Regions from separate parts of the Anas platyrhynchos genome. Here region 1 is linked to region 2. A link is a contact called in public Hi-C data. All regions are on one chromosome and are shown on one strand. Each heading gives the region's core, a stretch centred on a gene start, on an enhancer-like site or on the middle of the called end of the contact. The rest is flanking DNA. Distances are from core to core; before and after follow the strand shown.

Region 1 (6,502 bases), core at 2,382-4,881, 230 kb before region 2:
GATAAACTCATCCTTCAGATGTCCCTTTCCAGTCAGCAGTGGGAAATTTTAGAAGGGCAGTGGCAGGAAAAGAATGTACTTGGGTTGTCCAAACTGTACCTACTGAGGGAATAAAACCAGGGTTTCAGACTCCAGCCCTTTCCATCTGGTACAGTTCACCAAACCCACAGCTCGCTCAGTGGCTCAGTAAGGGGAAGAACTGACACTCTCTGCTTAGCTGGCTAGAAACTGGTACACAAAAATGCACATAAAATATTGATATGTTAATTTGACAAAATGTTTTCTTCTCTGGAACACCCAACAACAAGGACACGGGAACTAATCCTAAACCTACAGAATTAGTGAAGGATTTCTGCCTCTTTCTGAAGCAGCAGGATGAGCTGCGGCCTCTTACACATCTGAAAAATACGGGGCTTCCTTCTGCTGTCACTCCATATGCGAACTTGCATTCAGATCACCGGGAGCTTTTGCGTGAGTATTGTTAGGGCACACAGCTAAAATTATGGAGGTAAGACATAAGAGATCTACTGACTTCATCCCTCGGCATCCAGGACGAGTGAAAATGTTCCAAACAATGCGTGATTTACCGCCTACAGGGTTCAGCTGAATTATAACTCCAAGCACATATTTCTATTTAACATTGCTGAAAGCTTTAGCGAGGATAGGGATGGGGCAGGAGACAAAGATGGACATATAAGGCGACTGGATGATATATGGAAAGTATGAATAAATCTACTTGCTATTGCAGCTGCAATGGACAGTAACCACTTGACTAAAATCTGTACATACATATCATTTCTATGTGACACTTCCCAATAAATAACCATGGGATAGATGCTCTTTAAAGCATAATTTGAAATCCATGCTAAATATACTTCCACCAATAAAAGAAAAAAAGCTTTGATCACAAGAATAAAACCTGAAAAAGCTATTTCTACACGTTCTATATTTTTTTCTCACCAGATGTGGATGAAAGACTTTCTTTCTCATGTACAACAGACTGGCCATTGGAAGACCTTTTCCATTTGAAACCCAGCAATTTAAATATGGAACTGTTCAGAAGATTTAAACCTTATGGTGTCATTTTCACCACAATTCAAACATTTTTTATCTATCTATATATACATATACAAAGATGAGACAGCTCACATGTTTTCAAGTTGGATATCAAAGCACTGTTGTTTTTTTCTTTTATTACTATTTATTACTAGCTATTGTTCTTGTAAAAACACAAAGTATGCCAGATGCTCTTGGGAGTAACACAGAAGTTTATCATCTCAGTAGCAAAATTACAATCCAGTTTTGGGTATTGAAACAGAACAACTGCAGGGCATGCATTGATTTTGATTATCTGACTTCTAAAATGTGTTGGACTGTCTCCACTTGCTCTTCTGTATAAAATTCTTTAAAATAGCAAGCAGATACAGAAACAACACACTGGTATAAAAACACCTAGCTGAGTTGAAAGAAAGAGCTAGGCATCTGAGCACACCCAATCCCACTGGTTCTAGAAGAAAAATTTGTAGTGTCGATAATGAGCGATGCTAAATGCTCTTTTTAAAAGAACATTGTATTTAAAGGTTTTCAGTTCAAGCAATGATGATTAGAGGTAAATGATGTTTTCATCATTGTGTAGCTTGCAGATTGCAAACAAGCAAACAAGCTAGTAGTGTACAAAAAACAGACCCACAGCAGCAGGTCCCTGTCCCTGCCCGCTGGCCAGCACCTCCATGACCTGCCATGGCTGTTCGACCCAACATGACCATGAAAACACGGGGTTCGGATAAACAAGGAGCTCCAGCAGAGTGTTAGTAAAAGGTCTAGCAATGAACAAAAGAAATGTTGCCCTCAGGAAATGGATCGATGGTCTGGATGAGCTAATATGCGCTCTGTGCCCTAAATCCGATGAACTGATATTTTGTTGTCCTGGCATCTGCTGATCAGTTCACACACACAGGGTGATTATACGTGCTGCCAAACATCATTCTGCCAGCAAACAAATCCTCAGCTACAGATGCCACGATAGCCCTGTTTAGAACAACCAAATATCCACCTGAAACTGCTACAAGCCACTTACAATGTTGAAGTTTTATCTCCAAACAATTTCCACTCAGCTTTATGTTGTTGCACTGTAAGAAATCATCCTGCCTTCAGAAGACTAACTTTTCTCAACTACAGCATGGACTATGAACATTTCTCTATGTCCAGAAGTGGAAAAAAATTAAAAAATTTGGATCCTCTCTCTGATCCCAAGAGGTCAACCTCAAGTCCCCGGGCAGAAGGGAAGGAAGCTCCGTGTCCCACCACCCAGGGACATGGCTCATCCATCCCAGAGTCAACCTGAGCAGGGCCCTGGCAAGGCAGCAGCTCTGGGGAACTTGGAGAGGGCACATCGGGAGGGGAGCACCTGTCACCAGCGGCTCTCACAGGGTCACTGTCACCCTGCGGCCCCCCACCCTTCACAGCAGGATCTCCCTAAAGCAGGGCAGGGGGGCTCCCTGCAGCCCCCAGGGATGGGCTGGGCAGCAGCCAGCTCCTGCAGGGCCACCTCCTCCTGCAGCCCGGGGGAATCCTGCTGCAGGGCTTAGGGGGCTCCAGGGCTCACATCCCACCGGGGGCCGGGACCTCGAGCAAAAAGCGAGCGGGAGAGCAGGAGGAGACCCCGGGGGAGCAGCGAAGCGGCCGGGTCCCACCACGCTACCTCGTACTCCTCCACCTCGGCGTTGTGGCGCTCCTGCCCGGCCAGCAGCTCCTCCTCCAGCCTCTCCTGCAGCCCGACCAGCTCCTGGCCCTGCCGCCGGAGCTCCTCCAGCTGCTGGCGGCACTGCCTGCCCTCCTCCCGCAGCAGCTCCAAGTTCTCCCGGCTCCTCTGCGCCTCCTGCTCCTGCAGCGCCCGGATCTGCTCCTGGTAGCGCAGCAGGGTCTCCCGGCAGCTCTGGCCGAGCACCATCTCGTAGGTCGCCTCCAGCTCCTCCAGGCTCAGCACGGACAAGGGGGGCGGCAGGGCGGCCAGGTCGAGCCGCAGCTCCCGCATCTCCACCGCCTCCCGCTGCTGCCTCTCGGCCAGCTGCCCGTGCTCGACCTGCAGCTGCAGCAGCAGCTCCTCCAGGGCCACGCAGTCTCCCCGCAGCCTCTGCAGCAGCTCCCACTGCCGGGCCAGCTCCGGCTCCAGGCGGCGCCTCGCCTCCAGCACCTCCGCGCCCAGCAGCCGCAGCTCGGCCAGCTCTCGCCGCAGCCCGTCCCGCTCCAGCTCCGCTTCCAACTTGGCCCGGCTCAGCTCCTCCAGCTGCACCCGCAGCCAGCCCAGCTCCTGCTCGGGCACCCGCAGCCCCACCAGCTCCTGCTGCCTCAGCTCCGCCAGCTCCCGAGCCAGGAAGCGGTTCTCCTCCTCCAGCTCCCGCACCCGGCCCACGAAGAGCCGCAGCCGGGAGTTGAGCTCCTGCAGCTCCCTCTTCTCATCCCAGCCCGCTTCCCAGCGCCGCCACATCTTGCCCGGCCTGCGGGCTCGGGGCCGCGGCGGGTCCCCGGGCTGTCCGGCGCCGTTCCCCTCCTGGCCGCCTCCCCGCGGGGCTCTGCCCGGCCCCGCCGCTGCCCGCTGCTCTGCCCTGCCCCGGCCCGGCTCGGCTCGGCCCTGCCCGGCCCCGCACCGCCCCCCAGGAGCCGCCCGCCCCCGCCCCCGGCCCCGCTCCGCCGCCCCGCGGCGTCCCCTGGCGGGCCCGGGCCGCTCCTGCTGGGTGGCTCGGGGTGACATCGGGGGGTGACATCGGGGGGTGACACCGGTGGTAGCGGGGTGGTTGCACCAGGTATCTTGGAGGTCTCCTCCAGCCCTAACGGTTCTGTGGTTCCAGGACTCCGCGAGCTGCTCAGCAAGGAGGCAGGGAGGCATCGCTCCCTGTATGATCTACCAAATTAGAGGAAAAGATGAGGATGACTCATTTGAACCTTTTTCATCTCCCTAGGCACTCTTTCTCTCGCTCCCTCTCGCGCACGCGGTTCAATTCTCGAGCAGAGCTTTGCTGCTTCACACAAGGCAGCCAGCACCTGCACCTCTACCACCTCTGCATTTACTCCCTGGGACGGTTCCCAGCACCAGTCACACTGGGAAGCAGCAGGAATTTGGCACAAGCCCTGTGAAGCTGGGGAGTGGGGAACAGCCGAACGGCATCCACCCTCTGGGGGCACAGCATCCCCTGTTCTACTCTGTCCCTCCCTTCCTGAAGCCCCTCACCTCTGCAGCCCACCTCTCTTTCTCTCAGAAAGGCCAAATTTTGGCTGCTGCTTGGCTCTCCACAGAGTGAGTTCCCTTTTAATCTCAATAAAGCCTCCAGGATTTGAGCCCAACCACCGCAGATAAATCATTGGCTTTGGCCTAAAAGTGAGCCAATTCAGCCTTGGCAGATTTGCTCTGTCAGAGGTCACCGGGAAGCTGAGATTTACTAAAGACACTTGCTTTTTCTTGGCCTTGTGGTCAAAATCAAGTCCCTCGGTGACGCTTTAACACCTGCTGTTCTTTTATGAGGGAAACCACTGTGCTTCTGGGAGGAGGTAGGTTCCTGTGGTTTACAGGCTTTTTCTACCTCTGATGTCACTGTTAGCCTAAAAACCCCAAATAAAGAGCAGGCTGGCAAGCAGCGTGCTGCCCACAGCAATGCTGCTGCACTGACAGGAGCAGGGCGGCTGGTTGAAATGAGCTTTCTGGGGCTTGCTGTAAATGTCCTGCAAATGTCAAGCTAGCGGTCGCTTGTTCTTTCTTGCCGACAGCTTGACTGATTTCTTGCTGCAGCTGCATTCATAAATTTTTATGATTACATTGTGGAAAACCCAGGAGGTACTGAACCTCTGCCTTTATCTCTCTTGAGAAAACACCACAACTTCTCTCTAGATGCTGAACAGCTTTCCAGGCTGGGGAATCAGCTTGTTGTGAAACTTGTGCCTGTTGATGTCTGCTAAACAGCTTGTAGCTTGGTCCTGGGCCTTGATGTCAGCAAGTGGGCAAGAAATTTGTGGTCTAGGATAGGGAACAACTGTCATGAGCAAAGTTTAGGCCCTTGCTGGAGCAGAATTGACACTGTCTGACCTGGATTCCAGCCCTCCGTAGCCCCCAGGTGTGCAGATACCTGAAATGCAAACACATCTTTGGCATCCTTTTTCCTGAAGTCTTAGTTTGTGCCTGCAAAAGAAGGAAAGGAAAAAGCAACCTGACACAATCTACCAACGATGGGCAAATGAAAAACACCCAGAGGCTTCTGCTTCCTTTATTATTTGTCTTGCCCTAGGGGAAGAGGGGTGGTGGAGCCGCAGCTTCACTATCACAGCCCCTGAAGATGGCTGCAGAAGAGCCCAACAGAAGAGGTCACTTTCTCAGCAGCAGATCTTTGGCACAATTGAGACAAGCAATGGCCTGGAGCCTCCCTCCTCCCCAGGTAAATCCCTGGTGCAAAGGGCCCCATCCTGCCCCTAGGAAATGAAAAAACACGGTTTGTAGTAGCAAAGATCTGGGGAGGGAAAGGGCAGACAAACTTCATTGCTGCTTCATTGACAGCAGATGCCAATTGGGTCTCTGTGGTCTCTTGAGCTCCAGCAAAGGTCTTGTGCTTTTCCGAGGTTCATTGTCAGCATCCTACAAATTACAGAGTGTCACCCTGGTAACTCCTAATCCTGCTTCAGCACAGATTGCTCCGCATGCTGTCTCATCTGCGAAGTTTAAAGGATGAAGCTGTCACTGGGGAAACGTTCTGGTTCTGACATTCCTGAGATAGATAGACACAAAGAAAACATATCGTTTATTAAAAAGGTTCAAGACGTTGTGATTCCAGTTTACAAGGGAGCTTCAAAACACCTGTTTGTTTACAGATAATTCCTTCTGTTAGATCCTTGGAGGAATATTCCTCTGTACTGGGTGGGAAGGAGGGTGACGTTCCCCATCTCCACCTTTTGGCTGCCATGGCCACCCTGCATTTGTAACAGTGATAATAATGCAAACACCGCCACTTTGCTACTGTAATAATACCAGGTAATTCCACAATACTGGGGAAAGATGGACTTTGGCTCTCTGCATCCCGTTTGCTGGGCTCCACCAAGCTTGTAAATCCTCAAAAACTCACTAAAATACAGAAGGTGATATTTTCCCACAGGATCCTCTCTCTCCTTCCAGACCAGGGGCATCCTTTTGCACTCCCATGCTCCCTGCAGTGTCTCCACCATCTCTGCTGGATTCAGCAGGAGTTTCACGGTTTATGGATTTCTTCTGGGAGAGATACCAAAGAAAAGCGATTTCAGATATGTCACCCTGCCATATTTGCACCCCTTTGGGTAAAACTTTGCAGAGCCTTAAACTGAAAACAAGAGTTATCTGCAGGGCAATTTTGCTCTCCGTACGTGCTGCAGCTCCAGAGAGCAAGCACATTTTTTCTGTGACCTCTGGATCTTACTATTATGAGCAGTGACCTGTTTTTCTTTTCAAAGGGTCTGTGAGAACTGAAGCCTTATTTGACTTGGTACA
Region 2 (6,280 bases), core at 116-2,615:
GTGCATTTTTCTATGCAAATGTACTATTATTTCCATGTACTTCCCCCCCCCCCCCCTATTTTTTACTTTGATACCTGTGCTAGCTATTTTAGAAATAATTAAGCAATCAGACAATCTCGGTAGGAAGGCTCCCAGGAGTCAACACCTGCATTCTGTTTTCTAATTTTGACAACTGTGTATTCTTTTTCATATTCCTACCTCTACTTTAGTTCTTAATATCGAGCAGCAGGCGAGATTTTTCAAAAGCCTCTTTCACATGACTGAAGATCACTGCGGTACATGCCTGAACAATGCCATAAAAACATCATTTTTTGCACTTCACTATTCCCAGCACTTAACGAACCCGGCATTAGCCCTATCGTTTGTCAAACTGGACCTTTTAAGTGAAGAATTTAGAACTCTTATTCAGCATTTTTTAACGTTGAAGTGCGATGCTTGCCTGGTGCTTGCATTGGGGGGAGGACAGGAGCTGCTCCTTAACCCCACCACCACCTTGCCCTGCGTTTGGAAACACCTTCTCACCCTTTTTAGCCTTCTCTCCTAGAGAAGCGGCGCCAGGGTTAGGGTTTATCGCAACCTCCGCTCTTTGTTCCCCTCCGGCCACCTCTCCCCTCAGCCCGGCCGCGGCCCCTCGCGTCCCGCCCTCAGCGCCCCGCCGCCATCCCCCCGCGGGCCGGGGCCGGGGCCGGGGGCGGGCCGGGCGGCCGGAGCCCGCCTCCAAGGCACTGATGGAGGCCGAGGGAGGAGGACGAGCAGCCGCTGGTAAGAGGGGAGGGAGAGAGTGCTCGCCCGCGGCTTCGCCTCCTTCCCCCGCCGGCCCCTCGTCCCGTCTCTCCCCTCATGTCCCCCCCGGGCCGGCTGCTCACCCGCCGGGCGCCTCCTCCTCCTCCTCCCGTGAGGGGCCGCCGGGCGCCCCCCGCCGCCACGAAATGGCGGCGTCTCCTCAGCGCCCGCCTCGAGGCGCTGCTGAAGCGGCCAACGTGCCGCCCCGGCCTCGTCACCGACACCTCAGTGCCCTCCTCGCCCGCGGGCACGGCCGGGCGAGCTCCTCGTGGCCGCGTTTCCAACCCGCAGTTTTCCCCAGGGTGGCTGAGGTGAAGAGGTGCCCCCGGGGTGGTCCCGTCTGACGCCCTCCTCAAAGAGGGTCTACCAGAGCAAGTCCCTGAAGTTTTTCTCCCTTTCCCAAGCACACAAGGAGCTTCTCCAGTTTTTTTTTTTTTAGGGTAGCCCAAACCCGCCTTGAAGCAGAGAGGAGCTGGGGAGCTGGCCCCGCAATTTCTGTCAGCTTTGGTTCAGCGGGTGGTGCTGGTAAAATGGCGCAGCTGGTGTGTGTGTGGAGGCACAGGTGCATCGGCCTGTGACCTTAACGGTGAGGTACTGGAGAACTAATAAAGAGCAGAGGCAGTGCTGTGTAAACATACTTCTACATCTGTGAGGCCAAATTGCAGAGGACACGTTAAAGTGTTTACTCAGACTGAGTTACAACACGGTTTCGGGGACGAAAGGAGCAGTAAACACATTGTGTCTTGACCACCAAGAAATAACTTGCTGCATTATTTTGGTGTAGAGAGGAGGTATAAAAGGCTTTCTACATTGCCCTTGGTTACTTAAGAAAGGGTATTCAGTAAATACTTGCTACTTGCTTTGTTGATCATGAGATGCTTGTAGAACAAGAAATACATGGTTTCTAATGATTAATTTTGGGGGGAGAGAAAAACCATCTGCTTTCAGCACAAGTTAATCTACTGGGGGTTTTGGCCATAGCTAAAGCTCTTCTCTGCCCCGTGTGGGCCGACAGAGAACTTGCAATTCGTTATGAGGTGGAACACAGCTTTGACATGAGTAGACACTGAGTTCCCAAAAGACAATGCTCCTGGTGCTTGGTATGGGAGCTTATTTTAGGACAGGTGAATCTTCTGCACATGCTCTATCATGGATTTCCAAGGCAGTCTGGCGTGTGTAGTGTTCCTGGTTTATATTTGACTAGGAGCACTTCCAAGAATCTCTGTTCATGCACTTGTTTGGATAAGGGCCCGTTGCATCACCTCAGTTAGCTTTTGCACTGCTTTCCCTCCTGCTCTGTTTTTATGCTCTTCTTTCTTAATTTGTCACGCTAGCAGGTAAATGGAGAGAAAGTGAATTTATCTTCTGAAACGCATTTTAAGTTGCTGCCATTTATCTAAAGCACCTACTTCATCCCCTTCAGTAAAATAATGATGTTGTTCATTAGTTCCTCTAACTGCTGATGGCTAAATGCACTGTAGTCAGATGGCTCTATTTTTTCCCTCTTATCAGCCACTTCTGAAAGTCAAACATTGGTAATAATCCTTTTTTTTTTTTTTTAATACTCTTAATTCTGCTGATGTTTTTAAATAACATATCTCTAGATGAATGAGCCTCATTTTTTCATGTCCAGGCAAATGTACTGTTGGGCATTTCAGGTTCTGTCAACATTTTTTCCCCATTTTTTTTCATTATTCTCAAATGTTTAAAATAGTTCTTCTTCCATTCCCTTCCTCTTTTGGAATGGATTACATTGTTTCCAGGTGTTGTCTGAATTTTGACAGTTAAAGAATTGAATATTGGTAGGTTTAAAGTAATTATGTAACCGTTGGTAACAGGTTGGCTATATAACACTTTAAGAAAATACTGGAGTTGGCCATTAGCTCTTCTTGTGCAAGTGGTACTTCTCAGTTCATGCCCTGCTGTAACTGAGGTGCCGCAACTCTACTTGTTCCTGAGGTCTGTTCCTGTAACTGTTCTTCACAAACCTTGCCATTGAAAAGCAGGCCAGATGTTGACATAGAACTTGAGGTTCTTGTTTTAAATTCAGCCTTGCCACAAGACAGTTTTGATTTCAGAACATTTTGAGAGTCGGACTTGTACATGCTAACCATCTAACAACAAGGCTGCAAAAGACATTCAGTGAGTAACAAAATACATACGATGCTGGCGCCTGGGAAATAGTTGCCACATGACAAACCTGTACATCTAGTTCAACAATTGCACTAATGAAGCTTTAAATTTCCATCTGCCTCTCTAGGTAGATGGAAAATTCCCTGCCCTCAATGAAATCCATGTTAATCAGTTAAAGTTTACAGGTAGGAGGAGGTCAGCACCCTGAAAGGTGGAAACTCAAAATTCTGGTAGTGTAGATGTGCTATGTGTTATGAATGTGGTCCCTACGTCTAGAGAAATCTACTTGAAGCTCTAAGATGAGTCTGATCAACAACCGTATTCCTTCAGTATAACTAAACTCTATGAAACAAGCAGACTTTTCTTCAGAGTGAGGTGTGTGTGTATCTCTGAGAGAGGGGGATTTTCATAACCTCCTCGCTTTCCCTGCCACAGGCAAGGCAGATTACTGTAACCTTGCTTTAACATAAATACATAGTTATGTCTTAGAAGGCAAAGAAGCAGGAAACAAAATCCTACCTCCTTCAAAATACTTCTCTCAAAGAAAAAACACAGTGAAAACCCAGCAAACAAACCTGAGTCCCTACCCATAATAGCACTGCAGTGAACCTTCTCCTTCCCTTGGGAGGAGAGTATGAGAGAACAAACAACACCAGGGAAAGTCTAGCCTGTTTAAATTCCGAGTGGGAGGTGTGCAGCCATTATGCTTATGAGTATGTTATAAGAACTGGTGTAGAACAGGCTGGTATATTTTCTGCATTGTATAATGGTTGCGCACCAGGAGACTCCCAAACTTGTGGTGGCAATTCACGGTTTTGCTGTCTTCGCAAAACGATTGGCAGACCCTCAGGTCACACATACCGAAAGTAAACTGGGTCCTGCTCGCTTACCGAGCGGTCTGCGGATGCTTAAAAATGTTGTGTGTTTGTAACCTTCGAAACTGCTGTCTGGTGGCTGGTCTTTATAGTATTACCAACAACAGATGGCAAATGGCTCTGCTGATGTAATTCTTGCTAGTGTTTCATTCCTGTGAAGTTCCACAGTCTCAAAATCTCAGAAAGTGCCTCCATATTTTTTCTGTGTAATGATTTCAAGCCAAACTAAATAAAAACATCTTATATTATTCAAATTCCCATGGTGTCATGTGACATTTTTGTAATGATTGCCTTGCAGCAGTTTCAGATAAGTGCACGTTTGGTAGCAATTTAAGGCCTGTGTCCTTTAAGTAATGCTTATTAGTACGCAACAGATGCCGTTTAGAAACATTATGCCTTTTAATAGGCTCTGCTTTTAGACTACATGTTCTCATTCCAGGCAGGCTGTGGATCAGGCAGGCTTTGAGGTATGCTGTCGTTTATGCAAAGCCTAAGTCAATTTTCTGCTCTGAAGTCAGGCCATGTGTTTTTCCTTGTTTCCTCCATTCTGGTCAGAGCTGTCTTGCTGTGTTTTTCCCCCTAGTCATATCTTTGGCTGATCGTCAAGCCCTTACAATCAAAACCTTTTGCATTTTTAACCACCAGCAGTGGTTTCTTTTGTCCTTACAGAAGAGTTTGTGTAAACTGAATTTAAACAATCTCAGCTTTACTGTGAAGAGCACAGAGGTAGCCCTTTATTGCCAGTCTGTCCTTCTGCTTCTTCCTCCTCCCAAAATGAAAAAAAAAAAAAAAAAAAAAATGAAAAAAGAGAGAAGAGAGGGGAAAAAAAAAGGAAAAGCAGAAGCAGAGCCTTGCTGATTTTGGAGCACCTTCAAAGACATGTAGAATAGCTGACACAATGGCACAGAGAAACAAGAGAGATGTTTACATGTTTTCTCCACTACGTACAGCTGTTTATTTTTTGCCTGAGCAAGAAGTTCCAAGACAGGCTTGTGATAGCTAGTGAAGGTGATGTATTAATTTGCAGCTGCATAATAAATTTAGCAATGTGTAAATTGTTATGGAAAAGAGGGATTTTTGTTTTGTTTTGTTTCCTTTTTTTGCTCAAATTAATTGCTTTATTTTGAGATTAGTCTGGCTGTACAAATTGGCCTTGCAAGCAATTTGGGGAGGCTGCTGAGCTATCTTAGGTAGACTTATGCACTCTACTGGTGGGAGCAGTAGATTTTTCAGATGCAAAACATTTGCAACTTAAATTATGGGGGATCTGAGATTGGTAACAGTGGCAATCGAGCTAGTTGTCTTGTATTGTCATTGCTGCATTATTTGCCTGGAGAATGTCCTTTCTGATAGCAAACCATGGCTTTCAGGAACCTTCAGTGTGCTGCACGTATTTGTGCAGTTTGCATGAGATGAAGATAGGGGTTGTGTGTAGCCCTTGTGGTCTTCGGTTCCCTGCACATGCTTTGAATGATGGTAGTAACAAGGAAATGTATTTAATGTGCTGCTCAAATGTTAGTCCTGGTGCCAGTTTTTGAGGGTGGGTGTTTTAGTAATCACTTCAAATGCTCCTTGGTCTTAAAACACGAGTATTTTCTGAAACTGGCCGAACTGGCAGTCTATCTGGCTTGTCCCCATGGGATGAAATCATCTTCATGTCAGTCCATTTTCCAAATCAGTTGTCATTTCCTACCATTTCACTACTCCTTGTTTGCCACTATGGGATACATTGTCTTCCCCTTTTCCCTTATGTTACGGGATGACTTCTAGCCAATTTGTGTCCTCCTTCCTACCGTTCATCTTTGTAAAGGCTTGAATTAATTACATCATATTTGAACTTGTGATTCCTAAAAGCTCTGCTGCTGTTTACTGTACCTTTGCTGTAGTTTTTCTTTCTAGTCAGCCTCTTTGAACGATGAAGGTACTTCAGTGATACATCTCAGTGTCATTTGGGGCCTCCCATTCCTTCTTTGCTTAGACTTTTGAGAGTCAGACTCAAATTTGAGGTCATGCTGGGAAATAGGAGTTTCTGCTGGCATAGCTATTTTGGCTATGGGTCTGATGAAGTGAGATGTAGCACAGACAGAGTTGTGCTGGAAAAAGCCCCTGATGTGGACGCAGTTGTTTTGGAGAAGTTCATTTTGGCTTGTATATTCCATTTTGTTTAGGCATAGACAAATAATCGAGTTAGCCAATTCAAAGATCTTTCTTACATATGCAAGGAAATCCTTAGTACTGTTACCTCCCCTGTCTTCAGTAGCTGAAATTAGTTATATTAAGAATCTAGCTGAGATATTCACAGATTCAGACCTATGAGCAGCAATCCCTTGGAGTCAATGAAATTTCCTTGATGAAAGCATGGTGTGAACTGGAACCTTCCAGCCTGCATGGATTATGGTCCTGAAGGTCGCTTCTCTTCAGGACTGTATCTTCCCTGAGTTGTTCTCCCTACCTCTTTCTAGCATCTATGCTCTGTGAAGAAGAGAGTT

The links. Hi-C and Micro-C count contacts between places; a contact is called where the count stands out from the background.
Region 1: a Hi-C map of F5 follicle shows a contact between it and region 2, with 4 times the contacts expected there. The contact joins the promoter of SYNM here to the promoter of PGPEP1L in region 2. A contact is called at or near these places in 6 of 8 Hi-C or Micro-C datasets (F5 follicle, liver, skeletal muscle and 2 more).

What each region holds. Positions count from the first base shown.
Region 1 is chr11:21,277,518-21,284,019 of IASCAAS_PekinDuck_T2T, reverse strand. SYNM (synemin) reads right to left here and starts at 3,631. Exons shown (of 4, transcript XM_027465718.3): 1 at 2,702-3,631. The coding sequence starts at 3,487.
Region 2 is chr11:21,043,712-21,049,991 of IASCAAS_PekinDuck_T2T, reverse strand. It overlaps PGPEP1L (pyroglutamyl-peptidase I like), which reads right to left and starts at 1,365. Exons shown (of 7, transcript XM_038185044.1): 1 at 867-1,365. It overlaps LOC101796143 (protein FAM169B), which reads left to right and starts at 610. Exons shown (of 9, transcript XM_027466224.3): 1 at 610-762. The coding sequence starts at 729.